2 separate regions of the Mus musculus genome follow, and region 2 is linked to region 1. A link is a contact called in public ChIA-PET data. All regions are on one chromosome and are shown on one strand. Each heading gives the region's core, a stretch centred on a gene start, on an enhancer-like site or on the middle of the called end of the contact. The rest is flanking DNA. Distances are from core to core; before and after follow the strand shown. Region 1 overlaps Rnf38 (ring finger protein 38). Region 2 has its middle 29 kb from the start of Melk.

Region 1 (3,235 bases), core at 231-2,730:
TGATGGCTTAAAACAGACGCTTTCATTTATCCTTTCCTACACCCTACATATTTTACTTTTATCTTCCTACAGAAACTGAATGGTTAGAACAAATGATTAAGACATAAAAGATTTTTTTTTTTAAAAAACAGAGTATTAAGTGGCAAAATAATGAACAGTAGCTCAAGAGAAGATTCTTCAGAAAAGCTCAGAGTTACCTTCAAGAAGTCTCTGAGAAGAGTACTAATTTCCACATACAACAGAAAGTAAGAGGATACTCACAAGCTTGTTTAAGCCTTCCTAGAAACAAGCTAGAATGTATCTGTGACTTTCAGCCCTGTGTAGGGAAAGGGTAAACATATAAGAACCTGGAAGAAAGCTTTGAAGTGAGCATCCTCTTGAATGGTAGTGTTCTGATCACTTGGGAGAAGAGGGAACAGGCTCTGAAGTCTCACCCTTTCACAAATCACCTTGTTAGGATGGCCAGGTAGAGGTGCTGAATTGGCCCCGGGAGATATCTGGGAAAAAGAGGGAGAAGAAAAGGATAGTTCATGCTGGCCATACTGACATGGAGAACAAGCCTATGAAGGAGAGCTGAGGTTTCGAGTGTGATAGTTCTGTCAGCAGACGGGGCAGGGCAAGAGGAACTTTAAACACAAAATACAGGCTGCACGAACGGTCTCTAGCAATGGAGCTTCTCATACAAAAAGGTTTGAGATAAAAAATATCACAGCTTGGGGAGCTCAAGTCCCTGTTCCCCAAATACCTAGGAATAGTAACCTCTAAAGACCAGACTTCAGGCTAAGACCTGAGGTAAAACACTTAAGTGGAGTGATGAATGTTTACCTACACTGTATTTTTTTCTCAATGTACTTTTAGTGACCTTGGTGAAAAAAGACTTGACAATACTTATGGTAAAAGTTCTATACTATCAGCTGAAAGACTGTGTGTACTTCATGTACAAATGTTACGTTTAACTGAGGATGGCCTGTCCAGTCTATCCAATAAACTTTAGCTACATCTATTCAGTACTAGGGAGGCTGAGGCAAGAACATCCCAAGTTCTAAGCTAACCTGGGCTAGAAATCATGATCTTGTCTCAAGATTTAAAAAAAAAAAAAAAAAAAAGAAAAGCAAATGAAAATCCTCAAACAGTAACAAAAGGCCAAATAAAGGAAACAACACAAAACTAAAGGCTCTGCTAAGGAAATGAAGACAAACTCCTAAGTCTGAAAGTAAACAACTGTAACGTAAAAATCTGGACTGTAGTTTAAATCTCCTTACATTTGTGTAAGTCTGTAGCAATTTAAAACCATGAACAACACTCTTCACTATGTTGTGACAGTGAAATTTTCCTTGGGGACTCCAAGTTTAAAGACTTGTTTATGCTCACACATACAAAAAAAATAAGATAAAATAAAACGTGCTTAACACCGTGTGCTTTTACAGTTTTTTCCCTCAGTCTTAGATCTAAGGGTCTCCTTGGTAACAGGCACTAAACAAAAAAAGGGCGTGGTTTCCTACCTTCTAACAGGCATATGCTAGCAAAAAAAGGAGGGGAAGGTGGAAAGGAAAGAAAAAGAACCAAATCAATCGCTGTTAAGTAAGTTTCTGATGACACTGACACGGAGTGCTCTGCTCTGAGAGCCGGACGGGAGCAGGAGAGTAAGAAAACACAGCTCGGGGCTGGTGAGATGGCTCAGTGGGTAAGAGCACCCGACTGCTCTTCCGAAGGTCCAGAGTTCAAATCTCAGCAACCACGTGGTGGCTCACAACCATCCATAACAAGATCTGACTCCCTCTTCTGGTGTGTCTGAAGACAGCTACGGTGTACTTACATATAATAATAAATAAATCTTAAAAAAAAAAAAAGAAAACACAGCTCTCAGAATGGCAGATAGTAAAAGAGATGCTAGAGAGGAATTTAAGGACATCATAAAGTGAATGCTGTAGTACTGCCATGCTTTGATCATCTCTGACCCATCTGTAACTTTGTTGTCAATGTGGCATAAACCTCATAAACATGGTAAGAACAAAAATACTGCCAAAGACCTACTACCACCCCTCAGAGGTTAATAAAGAGGAATATTTGTTAGTTTACTACACAGTATATTTTGGATATAAACTATAGTTTATCTCTGTATTGCAAACATAATGTGCACTCTTTACACTTATGAGTATGTGAAGAACAGTGAAGAATATTTACTGTTTTCTAAAAGCTAAGAGATATATACATGTTAAGGAACTAAGCTATAAGGATTAAAAAATAAAAATCCCAAAGACCTTATTTTAATTAAAAAGCGACGGTCAACAAGATGGCTCAGTAGGTAAAAGGGCTTGCCACCAACTCTGATGGCCTGGATTAGATTCCTGAAACCCACATAGTGGGTAGAGAAAGAGAATTTACTCCCCAAAGTTTGTCTTATGACCTCCACATGTCATGGTTTAAATGTGTGCCACCCTATTAAATAAGCGTGAAAAGGGGAGGACAGAATGGATGCAAGCAACCAACAGTATGATATTCACGCACTATAAAGCAGGAAATACTGGAACATAACTGAATTAATAAGAAAATAAAAGGTAGATTTGATTCCCAGCACAGCACAGCCGTGCAAGTGGCTTGTGCCTCTGACCAGAGCCCTCCTAAGCAGAGGACTGCTAAGAACTCTAGGCCAGCCTCACATAGTAAGTCCTTTCTCAAAACAATAAAACCAACCCAAAAGAGATAAGACGTATATTTGCCATTCTTGATCTTCATTCAGCAAGGAATGTCACAAAAACCTCTCTCCAAATGAGCTGTTCCTTCTTCTAATTAGTACTCTACCTGCAATTCTCTTGGGCGGTTTTTTATGTTCACATAAGTGAAACCTGTAGTGATTTTCACTTTTTAAAGTAAATGGATTCTTTGTATCGTGCACCACATGTGCGCCAGGTGCCCCTGGAGGCCAGAGAGGGCGTGGTCTACCCTGAACTGATTAGATGCAGCCAGTGTTCTTAACTGCTGAGCGCTCTCTCTGGCCCCGTCTGTGTTTTAAGCAAGTCATTTACCATCAACAATCGTGGTCGGTTTTACAAATCTCAAGTACAAGCACCTGGCTAGCAGAACAGAAATCAGAGTCCGCTTTATTCTTCACTCTTTGATCCTTTGGAAAATGTTCCATCATCACAAGTAAAAACAAACAACAAACCCCTGGCACCCTTGGCTCTTGTCACACTAGGAGCTTTTAAGTATATCTTTTCTATCCACAATAGTTTTC
Region 2 (3,286 bases), core at 221-2,720, 110 kb after region 1:
GAGCCTAAATCTAGGACTTGGAACCATGACCTTTGAGGGAAGAGTGAAATCCAGGGGACAGTTAGCCTGGAAAAGGGATAACAATGGGGGACGAGACTCCCTGTTTTTATATATTTGACAGATGATTTGGAGGCCACATTTGAAATGTATTCTGTGGTCCAAATGTCCCCCCTGGGACTAAGGATGCAAGTCTTAACAAGTGTTGTATAATAGGGGCCTGAAGTTAACAATGCTTCGTATCCTGGAAAATCGCCAAGATGGTTCATTTCTATTTAGCTATTTATCTGTGTGTAGGTGTGGCGGGAGGTGCTTGACCATGTGTGTGCATGGTGAAACCAGAGGTTGAAGTCAGGTGTCTTCCTCCCCTTTCCCCTTTTTGAAGCAGGGTCATTTATGGAATCTGATCTTCACCAGTTGACAATCCTTGGAATCCTCCTGTCTCTGCCTCCCAGTGCTGAGATTACAGGTGTGTGCCACCACACCCAATTTTTAAACTAGGAGATCCAAACTCTGATCTTCATGCACGCCCAAAGAGCACTCTACTCACTGAGCTAACTCCCACTCCATCCCTTATTGTATTGTCTTAAATTCATTATTAGCAATTTACAAGAACGCCTCAGTGTGTAGTCCAGGTTATACAGACATCTGTGTTAGTTACTTCTCTGCTGTTGTGACTAAACACCATGGCTGACCCCCCTTATAGAGGGAAGAGTTTATTCAGAGGATGAGTCCTAACAGCCCTGGAGGCATGGGCGCTGATGGCTGATACGGGAAACAGAAAGAAGCACATCTTCAACCCCAAGCACAAAGCAGAGAGAGTGTGTGAGGTAGAAGTGGGGGAAGGCTGTGAACCCTCAAAGCCCACCCCATGCTCTATTTCTTCCAGTAAGGCTACACACACACACACACACACACACACACACACACACACACTGACACCTCCCCAGGCACCACCCGGGGACCAAGGACTCAAATGTCTGAGCCTATGAGGGGACATTCTCAGTCAAACCTCTGCATCACTCCTGGGCCTCCTTAGTCATAACCAAATCACAATTAAAAAAAAATGCATCGAGTTCAACTTCTAAAATCTCCACAGTCTTTAACAGACTCAACATGATTCAAAAGTCCAAAGTTTCTTCTGAGATATAAGGTAATCTCTTGACTGTCACTTCCTGTAAAACAAAACAAAACAAAAACAATAAATTCCATACTTCCAACATTCAATGGTACGAAATATATATTAGCATTCCAAGAGGGACGTGTTGGGGTATAGTGGGGGAAATACTGGCCCAAAGCAAAACTCATCAGGACAAACTCCAGGTCTGATGTCAGTGAATTTAGCTCAGCCCCTCCAGCACTGCTGCCTTCAGCCTACATCTCTGCCTCGGGCCACCTCCACTTCCTGTGTACAGCTCTCTGTAGCAGACGACTTAGGGTTCTGATTTCTCCCACATCCTGCAGTACAGACTTTCTTTTCACAGCTTTACACAATGGCTGCTCGCTCAGGGCCTTCTGCTTACAGCAACCCTAGCACTGGTACACATTGGTTGGCCTCAGTAACTCTCTGAAACCACAGAGGAAGAACCCACAAGCCCTTGCTCTTGCATCTTTCATGCCCCTAAGTGACTAATGCATAGAGGACACAGCCAAATTCAACTGTGGGCTTGGGATCGCACCTCGCCCCTTTGACCATGAGCAGAAACTTTGGTATGGTATAGCTTTCTCAAGTAGAAGAGCCCTTAGGCTCCATTCTACTAGTCCAGAGCTTAGCTAGGTGGGGCCTTTCCCTAGGGCACCCCTCCTATTAGTACCGCCCAGAGCAGGCTTGCACTACAGTCTGAGGTGCTTGTTTTCCTATCTGCGGATGAAGGCAGGAGAAGAATATAATTTTATATTATGAAATAAAAGAGCCAGGTGCACATACTTGGGAGACCAAGGCAGGCAGATCTCTGTGAGTTCACAGCTAGCCTGGTCTACAGAGCAAATTCCAGGACAGACAGGGCACAGGGCTACATAACAGTGAGACCCTATCTCAGAGAGAGAGAGAGAGAGAGAGAGAGGAGAGAGAGGAGAGAGAGAAAGAATTTGGGACTAGGGAGTTTTGTTTTACTTGGAGATTGGGTCTCTTGTAGCCTTAAGAATGTGGCCTTAAGAATAACTGAACTGATTTGCCTGTCTCTGCCTCCCAAATGCTGAGATTACAAGCATGAACAACACATCTGTTTTATGTGGTATTGGGCATCAAACCCGGGACCTCACACATACTAGGCAAGCACTCTATCAATTGAGCCATGTGCTCAGAGTTCAGAACTTTTCTTTATGATAGTATCATATCCAGAACCTAGTTTTTTCTTTCTTTCTTTTTTAAATATTTATTTTATGTATATGAGTACACATATACATACTGTGAGCCTTCATGTGGTTGTTGGGAATTGAATTTTAGGACTTCTGCTTGCTCGCGTCAACCCTGCTTGCTCTGGTCAACTCTGCTTGCTCAGTCCCTGCTCACTCTGGCTCAAAGATTTATTCACTGTACTGTAATAAGTACACTGTAGCTGTCTTCAGACGCACCAGAAGAGGTTGTCGGATCTCACTATGGGTCATTGTGAGCCACCATGCTAGCTCTCCAGCCCTTCTTTCTTCTAGTTTTCTGAAATAAGAGTCTTGCTTTGCTCCTTATTCCTGGTCTTTCTGTCTCTGTTTCCCCAGGGTTTTTTGTGGCACGCGTGCGTGTGCGTGTGCATGTGCGTGTGTGTGTGTGTGTGTGTTTGTGTGTGTGTGTTTGTGTGTGTATGTGTGTGTGTGTGTGTGTGTGTGTGTGTGTGTGTGGTGTTTGTGTGTACAAGCATGTGCATTTGTGTGAGGGCCAGAGGTCAACCTTTAGAGTGTGTGGTGGTTTGAATGAGAACGGCCTCCACAGGCTCATGTATTTGAATACTTGGTCCCCAGTGGATGAAACTGCAGGAAAATGATTAAGAGGTTTGTCCTTGCTGGAGGAGATGTGTCACTGAGGGTGAGCTTTGAGGTTTCAAAAGCCCACACTGTCTTAGTCAATATTCTGTTGCTGTAAAGAGACATCATGACTGTGGCAACTATTATAAAAGGAAACATTTAATTGGGGCTGGCTTACAGGTTCAGAGATTTAGTTCATTATAATCATGGTGGAAAACATGGTGGCACGCAGGCAGACATGGTGCTGGACAAGGAGCTGAGAGTTCTATCTCTGGACTGGCAGGCATCACTGGGGGTGGGGGTGGCACACTGGGCCTGGCTTGAGCATCTGTAA

What was found. ChIA-PET counts read pairs in DNA pulled down with a chosen protein or histone mark.
Region 2: a contact with region 1 is called in an RNA polymerase II ChIA-PET map of memory CD8 T cells, with 28 read pairs. The contact joins two enhancer-like sites. A contact is called at or near these places in 1 of 39 promoter capture datasets (embryonic stem cells), 31 of 484 Hi-C or Micro-C datasets (the 63-12 cell line, the AML12 cell line, CD8 T cells and 14 more), 28 of 115 datasets of contacts at active chromatin or transcription factors (the HPC-7 cell line, the NIH/3T3 cell line, T-cell acute lymphoblastic leukemia and 17 more) and 4 of 9 other capture datasets (adipose tissue, embryonic stem cells, liver and 1 more).

What each region holds. Positions count from the first base shown.
Region 1 is chr4:44,158,556-44,161,790 of GRCm38.p6, forward strand. The region is part of intron 2 of Rnf38 (ring finger protein 38); the gene reads right to left. Among named protein-coding and RNA genes, the nearest start is that of Mir5106, 61 kb to the right of the region's middle. Within about 2 kb of position 1,481, at least 26 of the 459 cell types and tissues checked have an H3K27ac peak or open chromatin away from gene starts, as enhancers often do. A contact at or near this core is called in memory CD8 T cells, where this site is marked.
Region 2 is chr4:44,269,836-44,273,121 of GRCm38.p6, forward strand. No RefSeq gene overlaps it. Among named protein-coding and RNA genes, the nearest start is that of Melk, 29 kb to the right of the region's middle. Within about 2 kb of position 1,471, at least 41 of the 459 cell types and tissues checked have an H3K27ac peak or open chromatin away from gene starts, as enhancers often do. A contact at or near this core is called in memory CD8 T cells, where this site is marked.